Linked DNA regions of Mus musculus: region 2 is linked to region 1. The links are chromatin contacts, called in public HiChIP or PLAC-seq maps. All regions are on one chromosome and are shown on one strand. Each heading gives the region's core, a stretch centred on a gene start, on an enhancer-like site or on the middle of the called end of the contact. The rest is flanking DNA. Distances are from core to core; before and after follow the strand shown.

Region 1 (6,415 bases), core at 2,453-4,952:
GACAAAAATTCTTTATAAAATTAACTCACAGATAAAATCTTTTTGTAACAAAAGGGAGTTACAGAAAGATGTTGATAGTAAGTTCAAAGCAGTGTTTATTCTATAAGCTCATTATAAGTTCAAAGCCACAGTTTCCCATAGCCTTGCTTTATCATAGTGCACACCTGTGGCTCCATCCTTGGACCTGACCTAGAATGACTGTTTTCCCTTGATCTCAAATATGCCCCAAGCCTCTTTTTCTTCCTAGTGCAGTTTACATGCTTGTGACACCGAACTCTATTTGTAGATTTTTATTCTACAGGGGGCTTAAAGATACTTGAATCAGTTCAGGAGTTCTAGAAAATCATAATCAGGAATTATGAAATCATCGGTCCATCTAAACAGCATTATTACATGAAAGTACATCTTCATATTGATCCTCAGGAAATTTGTCCAGTAGGGTGGGCTGATGTCCAGGAATCACTAGGCTATGTAATAGTGGCAGGAAAGGCACATCAGCAGCAAGAAGCCATCTGGGATGAAGTCTCTGGGTCCATGCCTCTCCAGAGTGCACCCATCACAGTCATGCAAAATGATGGACCACCTCCAGATAACTCATTGTTCTGCCACAGCCTTTCCTACATGGCTGTGCCAAAGGACAGCTTGTGGAAGTTAGTTCTCTCCTTTTGCCATGTGGGTCCCAGGAATTTAACTTGGGTCACTAGATCTGGTGGCAGGCTGAGCCATCTTGCCAGCCCTTATATAAATTTCCTACTATAAGTTTCAGCTACAACTCTGAAAGCCACTAGAAGTTGGGGAAATGGCTGATATGCCTATAACTGCAGCAGTGATGGGCAGACACGGGCAGGGGAGCAGGGGGTGGTAGGCGGGGGTGTGGGGACTCCCCAGGCTTGCTGGCTGGGCAGCCTAGTACAAACAGGGAGCTTCTGATTCAGGGAGAGACAGAGTGATAGAGGAAGACATCGGACATCTTGCTCCATCTGCATGCTAATGCACAGTGTGCACCTGCACAATGAGTTACAGATACCATTTACACCATACCACCCCCCACATATACACACAATCCCATAGACAGCGTTTAAAAGCCACTCTTGAAAAATCTTCTTTTTTAAAAAAGATTTATTTATTTATCTTATGTATATGAGTATACACTGTAGCTGTACAGATGGTTGTGAGCCTTCATCTGGTTGTTGGGAATTGAATTTAGGACCTCTGCCTGCTCTTGTCAACCCCACTCGCTCAGTCCCTGCTCGCTCTGGCCCAAAGATTTATATATTATTATAAATAAGTACACTGTAGCTGTCTTCAGATACACCAGAAGAGGATGTCAGATCTCATTGTGGGTGGTTGCATAATGTGGTTGCTGGGATTTGAACTCAGGACCATCGGAAGAGCAGTCAGTGCTCTTACCCGCTGAGCCATCTCACCAGCTCTGAGAAATCTTCTTTTAAAGCAATAAGTGTCTTAGTTTGGGATTTATTGTGAAGAGACACCATGACCAAGGCAACTTTTATAAGGACAACATTTCATTGGGCTGGCTTACAGTTTCAGAGGTTCAGTCCATTATCATCAGGGCAGCGTCCCGGCAGACACTGTGCTGGAGGAGCCAAGAGTCTGGATCTGAAGGCGACCAGGAGAGGCTGTCCTCTGCGGTAGGAGACTGTCCTCTGCGGTAGCTAGAGGAGACTGCCTTTCCACATTAGGTGGAGCCTGAGCATAGGCGACACAAAGCCTACTCCAACAGTGATACACTTCCTCCAACAAGGCCACACCCACTCCAACTAGGTCTTACCTAATAGTGCCACTCACTCCCTGTGCCAATCGCATTCAAACCACCCACAGTAAGCAAGGAGCTGGAGAGGTAGCTTAGCAGTTAAGAGTACTGGCTGTTCTTGCAGAGGTTTTGGCTTCAATTCCCAGCACCCACATATATGGGATCTGATGCCCTCTTCTGGTGTGTAGATGTACATGCAGTTGAATATCCATATACACAAAAGAAATAACTGAAATTGTAAATGATCTCATTTCACCAGAAAGCCTTGTAAGGCGGGCTGGAGGGATATCAGAAAATTAGGCCTCAGGTCAACCCAGGGACTTGCTCTCCGAGTTACACAGCTTGCTAAAGGAAAGATATGGGGCAGAACCCAAACTGTCAAACTTGGAGTAAAAAGGACTCACCTGCTGTTTCATGAAGAGTTCTGTTAGGTTACAAAAGAACAGGCTCGTAGATGTCAGAGGCCTTCAGAAGTGGGTGTAGTCATTAGAACTTCATATCAGACATTACACTATGCAGACTTCCTTTTCCACCTTGATTTGATATGTCCATGGTTATCTATGGCAATGAATACAGGGTGAACAGAAACCAATTTCATATGAGCTGGGTTCTTTGCCCCTCCAGAGGACCTGACACACTTCTCTCTCCTCTTTCCTCTATCAACTCCTAGAATCGGCACAATTGCCCTCTGGGACATCTTCCACTAGTCCCCAGGTAGGTTTATTTGCTCTTCTGTAACTTATTCATATTTGTTTCCTTGTAGATCTCCGCCCTTTCTCTTCCATCCCACAACCCAGTCCCGAGGTAGCAACTGTTCATTTTAAAACAGGCAAGCCAGAGCCTTCCCCCTCCTCCCACAGCACTTACCAGTCTAAACCTATTGATTCATTTGGCAAGGACATATCAGGCAGCTCCTAGAGAAGCAACAAGGTCCCGTTTTCCAGCTGAGGTGGGACGGATAATGCCCATCCTGAAAAGGGGTTTTGGTGTTCTCCTTCTGGACAGGGAGCTGAGGAAGGCCTAAGCTTTCCAGGGTGACAGGCCACCTCCTCGTAGAGGCATTAGGGCATTGCTGCACTGCCTCAGAATCCACGGTCTCTGACTGCTCAGACCTCTGAGTTTGTACTGTCATAGCCAGCCACCAGCTGTGTCCCCAGTCTTCCTTAAAAGTCATGTTGGGCCCCTTAAAGTCCCTGAAGATGAAGAACACACTCTTAAAGACCTTGGTGTAGGGAGCTGGAGATGAAGTACCCAGTTATTTGTATTTGTACAAGTATCAAAGGGAGAAAAATTTTGTTTCTGACATCTGTAGGATTAGGACATTTTCCCCCTCAGCGGCTCTGCTTTTGAGTTAACTTCAAACCATATCACTGATTAATGGGAGGAATGTTTCTTGAAGAAAACATCCAGTCTTGGGGATACGAATCCCGCCAGGCTCGTAATAATCTCTCTTCCTTTAAATAAGAACTATTGTTAGCAGCTGCTCCACGCAAGGAGACCCGGCGGGTAAATTGGTCCAGCACTTTATTCCAATTACATCATTCACCCTCGAGCGACATAGGTGGAGCAAGCAGGAGTCACCATCAGGGTAAAGGGGGACTCTTGTAGAAAGTTCCAGAGAACGTTTGGGAAGAGGGCAATCGATATTGAATTCATGAACTCTTAAGTGGACCAAAGAGACAGCGCGGCGGCGGCCCTGAAACTTCAGTGTTTCCTCCCGCGTGGGAAGCGTGAAGAACTCCATAAAAAACTCCCACGCTGCCCAGACCCAGAGGCGCTGACCTAGACAGTGAGTCACCCTAGCTTCCTGCGCAGGCGCGCTCCAGCTGCGGGGCGAGGGGAGGCCCCGGGCTCTGGGGGGCGGGGCCAGGGCCAGTCACGTGACGTCCGCGGCCCGGCTCCTCAATTGCCCTAAAAGGACTTAGACGGGGGTCCCCGCCTCTCGCCGCGCTCTGGAATGCGGGCAGAGGGAGAGCTCCGGGCCAGGCGCAACCATCTGCTGACAGGGGGGAGGGCGCAGAATCACAATTCTAAAAGAGACGGGAGAAAGAGGAAGAGCCGGTGATTAGACCGAGAGACCCTCCACAGGATTCTTTAAGCCCTACTCCGCGTCCCGGACTCCCCGTCGGCGCCCCACGCCTGCCATCCGCTCTGTCACCTTCCCCGAGGCGCCCCCTCCCGTCCGGGCTGGCGCACCGAGGCGAAGGAGCATGGCCGCTAGGCTTCCTTCCGGTTCGCGAGCGGAGGCCGGAAGTGGCCGTACTGCGGAGTCTGGAAAGTTAGAAAGTCTGGGAGGGCGGCAGCGGCGGAGCTTCGCGGAGACGCTCACTCTCGGTTCTCGCGGCTGAGCAGGGTGAGTGGTGCTGGCCGCGGCGCGGGGCGGGGGCGGCTCGGTCCGGCCCGGGAAGGTGTCCCCGCGGGGCGGCGGGGACCGGCGGGAGCCGCGGCTCGGGGAGCGTACCTGGGCATGTGTGCGCGAGCCGGGGGAGAGCTGGAGCGAGCTGGGGGCGGCCGGGGCGCAGACCCCGCTCTGCTTCCCACACTAGGAACTTGGGAAATGTTGCTTAGCTCGCCGGCGCCGCGCGCCTTGGATCCTTGCCTCCCCGCGAAACCAGAGAGCCCCAGAGAGCTGACTCCGGAGCTCTGTTGAGTTGCTAACGTAAACTTGCCGGGATCGAGGAGGGAGTGTGCGGATAAAACCGTAAGATAGCACCGCCACCCTCGGCAACTGTCGTCGCAGCTGCGCGGCTATGTGTAGTAGCAAGACCCTGTTCAGATATACAACTCTAGTGTGCGCCCCTCTAAGTAAAACTTTTTTAAAGCGGTATTTGAACAGAGAGGAGATTTAGAGCTTCTTTTGCCTGTCGAGGGGGCTAAGTCGACTCTACAGAGGAGTGTTATTAAGAGTCTTTCAGTAGGCGTATAAACTATATTATAGATCTTTAGAGATCTTTTAAGATTTTAACATCTGAAGTGCAGACGTTGTATCAAAAGGTGACGAAAGCGAATCTTCACTAAAATTGCTGATATTTTCTTTTTTTTCTGGATGGCCTTTGATGAGGATTAATTAGAAAGGTATTTTGTCTTCAAAAGTGAGGTGTAGTTGACAAGTCGATCCTGGCGACTAATGACTTTTAAAAGGTGCTCAAAACTTTTTTTGGGTGTGGCTGTGGGAAGATCCAAGCTGACTGTCAACCGGAAGTGTGCCTAAGAAATAAAGACTTGGTTTTCCTTGAAACTGAAATACCAACTTTTAAAAACTGAGTCTATCCCCTCCCCCACATCTCATCTAGTAAGAAATGCACTGATTAAATAATAGAGATTTGATCTGGACTTCGAAGCAGGCCAAATACCTGAGGTTTTGAAATGGGAGTATTTGGAAGGATATATTTACTAGTTTTAAGAGAGCTTTTTTATTAAAAGGTATTAACTAAGTATGCTTAGTTTAGATGTTCTGTTAAGAATTTCTATCTTTTACATCTATTACAAGTTTAGGCACGTGAGATTCTATTTAATTTAGGCAATCTCATGTATATCTTTGTATGGCTTAGTCCTACTTAAGAAGTTTCATAGTCTGCTCTTTTGTTGTTGTTGTTAATTTGTTTGTTAGTTTGGGTAGGGTCTCCTTTTAGTCCATGCTGGCCTGGAACTTAAGATGGTCTTCCTACTTCCAGGGCTAGGATTATAAATCCAGTTACCAGCCATCACACCAGCTTTAGCGTTTTCAAAACTTAAGTACCAACGTTTCTATAAAGTCTACATTTCTAAAGATTCTGTAAAATCTGGTTGCCCTTGGCATGTGGAGAAAGCCTCTCCAGGACTGTCTTCACAGTCTGATGTCTTCCTTAAGCATGAGGCTGTCGCTTATTCTTGGGGGGGGGGGGGGTAGCTCAGTGGCAGAGTGCATACCTAGCATACATGAGGCAGAACTGCAAACAACCCACACCATACACCATGCATGGCTACAGCACTGTCTTGGTTTAAAACAAGGTTATACTCATTGCCATCTGTGAATAGAAACTACCTTGACCACCCTTGCCCTCCCTTCTCTGTTGATGATCTGAAACTTTCTGCTGTTTTCTAGAAGGCCAGCCAGCCAGTCTCATACCAAAGATCTTTCACAAAGCCTTCAAAGTGAGGTTCTCAGGTGATCCTGCCGTAAACCCTAACAAATATTTGCAGTTTTATTCTGCTCTTTTTAAACTAACTTGAGGATTATTTTACAGCTTCACATTTTTAGAACTACAGCAAAGAGACCAGCGCCACTCTCAAAGATTCCCTCTGACGTCACCGTGCTCCTTTACCTGAGCTTGGACAGAGAGATTAGAGTTTCTCTTGCCTGTCGAGGGGGCTCAGTCGACTCTACAGAGGAGTGTTATTAAGAGTCTTTCAGTAGGCGTATAAAATATATTAGAGATCTTTAGAGATCTTTTAAGATTTTAACATCTGAAGTGCAAAAGTTGTATCCAAAGGTACGAAAGCGAATCTCCACTAAAATTTTGGATATTTTCTTTTCTCTCGCGTTTGTAGGTTGGTGTTGTTTGGGTAGGTGGGTATTTGGCTGTGTCATGGCTGTGAAGCTCCAGGTTTCTGTGTGGGAGACAGACCTGTGAGTCAATGTCATCTTGAAAGAGTTGCGGC
Region 2 (6,415 bases), core at 2,846-5,345, 2.1 Mb before region 1:
GGTGTATGTTCAATAAACTATTCTTGCTTAACTGAGACACACGAGTATGAGGGGCTTGTGTGGTGATTCCTGAACCCCAACATATCTACAAACCATACACAAAAGAATTCAATAAAAACTAAAATTATTGTCTTGTGTTTCCTGGTAGTTATAAAAACTCTATACTTTAAAATAGCTCTTAAGAATATTAGACATCAAAACTGCACAGGACATTAACTCTCTTATAGCCCCAACACTCACTCAAGAGACTGAGTGCCTAGGATTGCCTAGAGTTTGAAGCCAGCAGGGATTACCCGATTAAGTTCCGAACCAATCTGCACCACAGATAAGACTGCGGTCCTAGAAACAAAGCAGAATGGACACACTACTTAACCAAAGCAACTGCAGCCAATACCACAGATATCGAAGGGTGCTGAAGAATGAGCTGGTTGTTTATACAACCGAAAAGCCTTAAAAACTCAGCTCACACGTTCCCCTTAGCACATGATATACCTGTACACATATAGTGAAGGTATGGAAGAACACAGGAGCCAGGCTTCGTGGTGCAGAACTGTAAACTCAACTATTTATAGGGCTGAGACAAAAAGAACACACAAGTCCTAGACCTTCCTGAGCTAAAGAATGAGTTCGAGACTAACCCTTTTTCTCTACATCACAGAACTTATGGAGGTACATTGAAATGACTTACTCGGCAGTCCAACTAACCCAACAATGGCCAGCTGTGAATGGGAAGTCCACGAATCTACAAGTTGCTCAGCCCCACGAGTCTAGGTGTTTCAGCTGGAATCCTAAAGGAGTAGGTACCAGCAGATGTGCTGGCAGTAAGTACAAGCAGGCAAAGAAGAATGAACTCTTCCTGTTTCCATTGTCCTTATATAGGCCTCCAGCAGAAGGTATGGCCCAGATTAAAGGTGTGTACCTCCATGCCTGGACCTAAGCTTTTCTGGTAACTTGCTCTGTCCCAGGCTAGCCTTGAACACAAAGATCTGCTTGCCTCTGTCTCTTGGGATTAAAGGTGTGTACCGCCTTGCCTGGACCAAAGCTTTTCAGAGCCACTATGCCTCATGATTTGGAACAGCAACAACAACCAAAAAGCCTGTGTCTTCCAGCCTGGCTGGAAGATCTGGATCACAGGTGCGCCCTCCATTTCTGGACTGTAGTTCATTTCAGATAGAGTCAAGTTGAATAGCTATCACACCCTGCCTGTCTCTAAAAAATAAAAAAAGGGGGCTGGGTATAGTTCAGTGATAGAATACTTGTTTAGATGTGCAAGCCCCTGAATTCAATCCCAGTACAAGAAAGAAAGAGAGCCATAGGCTGGACTCACAATGCCAGCTGTATGGTTTAGGACAAATGACTTAAATGTCAACGAGCTCCAGTTTCCTCATCTGTTAAAGTACACACTTTACACGGATGTTGGGTGACTAAGTTGACACTTACTTATAAGGCCCTTGACATGCCACAAGCACAGCAGAATAAACTAATAAACGTCAATTCTTACCATACTGTTTTTAAGTCTTTTATATGAACACCCCTCCCTTAGAAACCTCAATGAATGTCATCTCTATTCAGAGACAAAGCACCTCACAGAAGTTACATAATTACCACATTTTAAGAAGCAACCTAGCTGGGTGTGGTGGCGCATGCCTTTAATCCTAGCACTTGGGAGGCAGAGGCAGGCGAATTTCTGAGTTCAGACCAGCCTGGTCTTCAGAGTGAGTTCCAGGACAGCCAGAGCTGTACAGAGAAACCCTGTCTCGGAAAAACAAAAACAAGAATAAGAAGAAGCAGCCCAGGGATCCACCCCATAATCAGCTTCCAAACGCTGACACCATTGCATACACTAGCAAGATTTTGCTGAAAGGACCCAGATAGAGCTGTCTCTTGTGAGACTATGCCGGGGCCTAGCAAACACAGAAGTGGATGCTCACAGTCAGCTATTGGATGGATCACAGGGCTCCCAATGGAGGAGCTAGAGAAAGTGCCCAAGGAGCTAAAGGGATCTGCAACCCTATAGGTGGAACAACATTATGAACTAACCAGTACCCCGGAACTCTTGACTCTAGCTGCATATGTATCAAAAGATGGCCTAGTCGGCCATCACTGGAAAGAGAGGCCCATTGGACACACAAACTTTATATACCCCAGTACAGGGGAACACCAAGGCCAAAAAAATGGGAATGGGTGGGTAGGGAAGTGGGGGGGGAGTAGGGGGGACTTTTGGGATAGCATTGGAAATGTAATTGAGGAAAATACATAATAATAAAAAAGAAAGAAAGAAAGAAGAAGAAGCAGAAGCAGCAGCCACCTAGTTACCACTACATATAACCTCAATCCTAGGCCAAACTGACTCTATCTCCCCAGATTCAGTTTGAAAGAGTCCCTCCTAACGTATGCAGGAGCCAACCTCTTTAGACCTGGTGGGAACATTTGCTCAAATTAAAGCCACGTGGAAACCACAGTGCAAGATACTCGGGGCACCCCTGAGACAGAAGCTATTAGGACTGAAGCTAAGTGCTCTGTGTCTTTTCAATTCCTTTACTAAATCAAAAACACCTAAGTCTAAGGCCTGGCGTGATAGCTCAATGGTTTAAAGCACTTACTCCTCTTTTAAGGGAGCAGGGTTGGGTTCCCCACACCCACATTAGGTGACTCAAAAACCATCTGAAACTCCAGCTCCAGTGTCACCACACTGTGTGGTGAATATAAACTCATGCAGCCTCGCATACACAAATACAAATTTTTTAATACATGAATTTTGCAAAGTCTTTCATCAAAATAGTATTTTAAAAAGTAGCCCATCCAACTCTTTAAACTTTTTGTGACAGGGGGTTTCTTTCCCGAAACACGTGATGGGTATGAATGGGAAGCATTTTATCTTGGTAAGGCCTTCACCAATTTCTTTTTCAATACTTTCCTTGGACTTAACTGAATGTAAAACTCAGCTCTGTCTACATCCAATCAGAGGCGACTAAGCCTTCAGGCAAGAACCAGGAAACAAAACAGCTCCACAACCACAAAGAAACACCTTATGCCTTGTCTTTATTGCTTCTGGTCAAACATAATCTTAGATGTTAAGATACAACTTGAGAAGCCGGGCGTGGTGGAGCACGCCTTTAATCACAGCATTTCGGAGGCAGAGGCAGATTTCTGAGTTTGAGGCCAGCCTGGTCTACATAGTGATACAAAGTGACAGCCAGGACTATACAGAGAAACACTGTCTCGAAAAAAAAAACAAAAACAAAAACAAACAAAAAAAGAACAACAAAAAAGATACAACCTGAGAGACCAAACCTGCCAGGTGGGCGTGGTGAAGCACGCCTGTTATCGCACCAATACAAGGGCAGAGGCAAGGACCATGAGAGGCCAGCCCTTAGCTAGAGCGAATGCCAATAAAAAGGAAAATTGGACTCGAAGTCAGCCTTCAATGTGGCCTATCGTTCTTTCTGTGGCACTGCCACCTAGACCTAGGGCACACCTCTGTCACCTGCAAGAAACAAACTGCTTGAACCCTGAAAAACTCTCTTGTGGGCCGTTCACGTGGCGACCCCTGGAAAGCCTTGTGCTCCTGGAATCTGGACCCTGACACACCGTAGGCGGTGTAGGGGGACCCGGCAGCTCCCGGGTTTCACCGAGGTGTGGTGTGGACAGGAAGGTGAGCACAGAAGGGGCACCCGACGCTCCTCGCCCCCGCATCCTGATCAGCTCTGGAGGCTTCGGCCTCCCTCCCAAGAGCCGATCGCCCTAAGCCCTCCACCCAATTCCCGCCAGTGTCCGTCCCCCAGGGCCCACCCGAGGAGGCCTGCTCCGGGGAAAAGCCGCCGAGCCGCAGCTCTCCATCCGCCCACTCGGGAAAAAAAAATCCCTTGGCTGCCGCCATGTTCCCGCGCCGAAGCCCACACCTGACACCGCGGGCCGCGCACCTGGGACACACCGGGGGAAACGCGCGACGTCGCGGGGACACTGGGGCGAGACAGCGACTCCACGGGGGTCACAACCTGGGAGAAGAACCCGCCGCTAATTCATCCCGAAGCGGGGAGGCGTCGAGCCCCGTCGCCTTAGTAATGCGTCCCTCCGGGCTCCACCCTGATTGGCTCCTGGCGCAGTGACGCAAGGCGTCTCCGGCTGCGTGGGAAGCCCTTGAACCGGGCGCTCCGCCCCTGCTCCGCAGTGGGGAGAGACCCCGGGCGTCGTCTAAGCTCCTTTAAAGGAACCGCGCCCCAGATCAGTGTGGCCAGGCGCAGATGCCTGCCAAAGCTGGTAGGGGTAGAGGAGCAAGAAACCAAAAATGAGAACTCAAGCGGTGGTCTCCGGGGAATCTAGTGGTTGCGTAGGGGGATGGCAAAGCTAGAGCACTCATTTGCAAGCCTAACGTTTACGTCAGGAATCAAAGGGCAATTTAGTATCCAGCCAATTCTAGAGCCTGAGTTTCTGCTGGCACAAAACTCAAGACACCTTCAACGCCTGAGGTTACCTCATGGAAAATAAATCGGAGGCAATCATTTACAACTCTTACTTTCTTGCCTCATGTAAAGAGCAAATGATCACGCAGTCAGTTCTAGAGCCAGGTTCCTGATGGTGTAAAACTAAACGCACCTTCATTCAACCCCTAAAGTTGCAGGATGGAAAACGCAGAGACACTAAATGACAAGCGTTATTTTCTTGCCCCAAGTCAAAAAGCAACTCCAGGTTCTGTGGTGCGCAACTGTTGCTAATTCGCAGTGTTTGCTCAAGTCTCAACGTTTCCTCTTCTGGATGGCCCAATCAGTTTTTATGTTGCTGTCGGGTTTTTGTCGTTGTTGTTGTTGTTGTTTGGTTTTTTGGGTTTTTTTTTTTTTTCTGTTTGTTGGTTTTTTTGGTTTTTTTTTTTTTTTCTGTTTGTTGGTTTTTTGGGTTTTTTTTTTTTTTTTTAAGTTTGGTTTGGTTTGGTTTGGTTTTGTAGGACACTCTTTTGGAAAGGTCTTTGTGCCTTTCTACAGTGTTGGATCTGGCTCCAAACCTACCAGACTAAGCACCTGGATGCTAGAGACTGGTTAATTTAACCTCTTTGCGTTTCCCCTGCACAATACCTTCTTGCTGACTTTTAACAGATAATAGACATCTTTAAAAATATGAAATGTCCACACATAGCCGACAGAGCCTTTCAACAGCTTTTCATTTATGTTTATTCATTTAATCTGTTTATTTAACATGAAACAGAGAGAAATGAATTTTTAAGTTCAGGGTAGCCTTGTGTGGTAGTACATGCCTGTAGTCCCAGCAGTCCCCATAACAGAGCCAGGAGACTGCCTCTGCAAGACTCTAAATTTTAAAAAACAAATGCAAGGTGCCTTCGCGCTCAGAGCCAGCGTTACCTCTCCTTTACCTTTATTCAATACTTAAGTGTTTGAGATGTGCCACAATTGTATTAGAAAACAGAAAATACAACGAAGGAAAAAAAGCAGCACAAAAATGCAGTTATCCCTCAGAGGTTGAACGGACCTCACTTTTGTCTCTAAACTCAAGAGTTCTGGGAAAATCTTAGGAATTTTAAGGCTTGTCATTGTTTTGAACTTAACATGGGGATCCCCCAGAACCTCTCAAGAATGCACCGCTGTGAGTTCTCTGAGGATTTAAAGAGTCTATACATAGCCTTCCCTCTACTAGAGATTCCTCTTTTGTTCTAATGGATTAAAGGAGAGTAGTGAAGAAAGATGGATACCCGAGACTCCAGGATAGCCCCCTCAACTTAGATCCTTTAACCAACATTTCTCAACATAAAAATAAATCAGAGTACTTTTCTTTCCCCAGTCTGTAGTTATTTAAGACACAAAAAAGGGGGGGGGGGCTAGGCAGTGGTGGCTCACAACTTTAATTCCAGAATTGGAGAGGCAGAAACAGGCAGATCTCTGTGAGTTCCAAGCCAGCCTGATCTATAGCATATAAGAGACTTTGGAAAAGGACTGAAGAAGAAGAAACGTGGGTCCTCATGTACAGCAGTCTCTCCTTCAGTCCTTGCAGCCTAAGAGTCCTCTCAGGTCTTGAAATTGAGCAGCAGATTAGAATTTTCTACTGGGGTGACGTCTGAACCCACTTTTTCACTTATCGCTCATCAGCTCAGACTATATATTATACAGTACCATTATCGTCTGCCCACATACCCCCTGCCTAAAGAAAAGGATGCTATGTTCCATCAGCCATCTTCAGAAGGTCAGGTCAAGATCCCTGGATGCCACTTCAACCTTGCCATCCATTATGGTAATTAGATTGTCACTGCTTCTCAGAACTGTCTCGGCTCCTCTGGCATCTTTCATTCCCCGATGCGACTATTATAAATAACAACAGTCCCATTAGACATGTCCTGCTTTTAGAAGACAAACACCTCTGAGCTTCTCAGTGATGCTGTTACTCTCTGGCAGAGCCTTGAGCCTCGGAG

The links. HiChIP or PLAC-seq counts read pairs in DNA pulled down with a chosen protein or histone mark.
Region 2: a contact with region 1 is called in an H3K27ac HiChIP or PLAC-seq map of bone marrow-derived dendritic cells, with 12 times the contacts expected there. The contact joins the promoter of Lclat1 here to the promoter of Myl12a in region 1. A contact is called at or near these places in 1 of 39 promoter capture datasets (hippocampal neurons), 1 of 484 Hi-C or Micro-C datasets (rod photoreceptor), 1 of 115 datasets of contacts at active chromatin or transcription factors (bone marrow-derived dendritic cells) and 2 of 9 other capture datasets (adipose tissue and liver).

What each region holds. Positions count from the first base shown.
Region 1 is chr17:70,999,820-71,006,234 of GRCm38.p6, reverse strand. It overlaps Myl12a (myosin, light chain 12A, regulatory, non-sarcomeric), which reads left to right and starts at 3,702. Exons shown (of 4, transcript NM_026064.2): 1 at 3,702-4,127. It also overlaps a transcript of Myom1 not described here.
Region 2 is chr17:73,105,665-73,112,079 of GRCm38.p6, reverse strand. It overlaps Lclat1 (lysocardiolipin acyltransferase 1), which reads right to left and starts at 4,095. Exons shown (of 6, transcript NM_001177967.1): 1 at 3,924-4,095.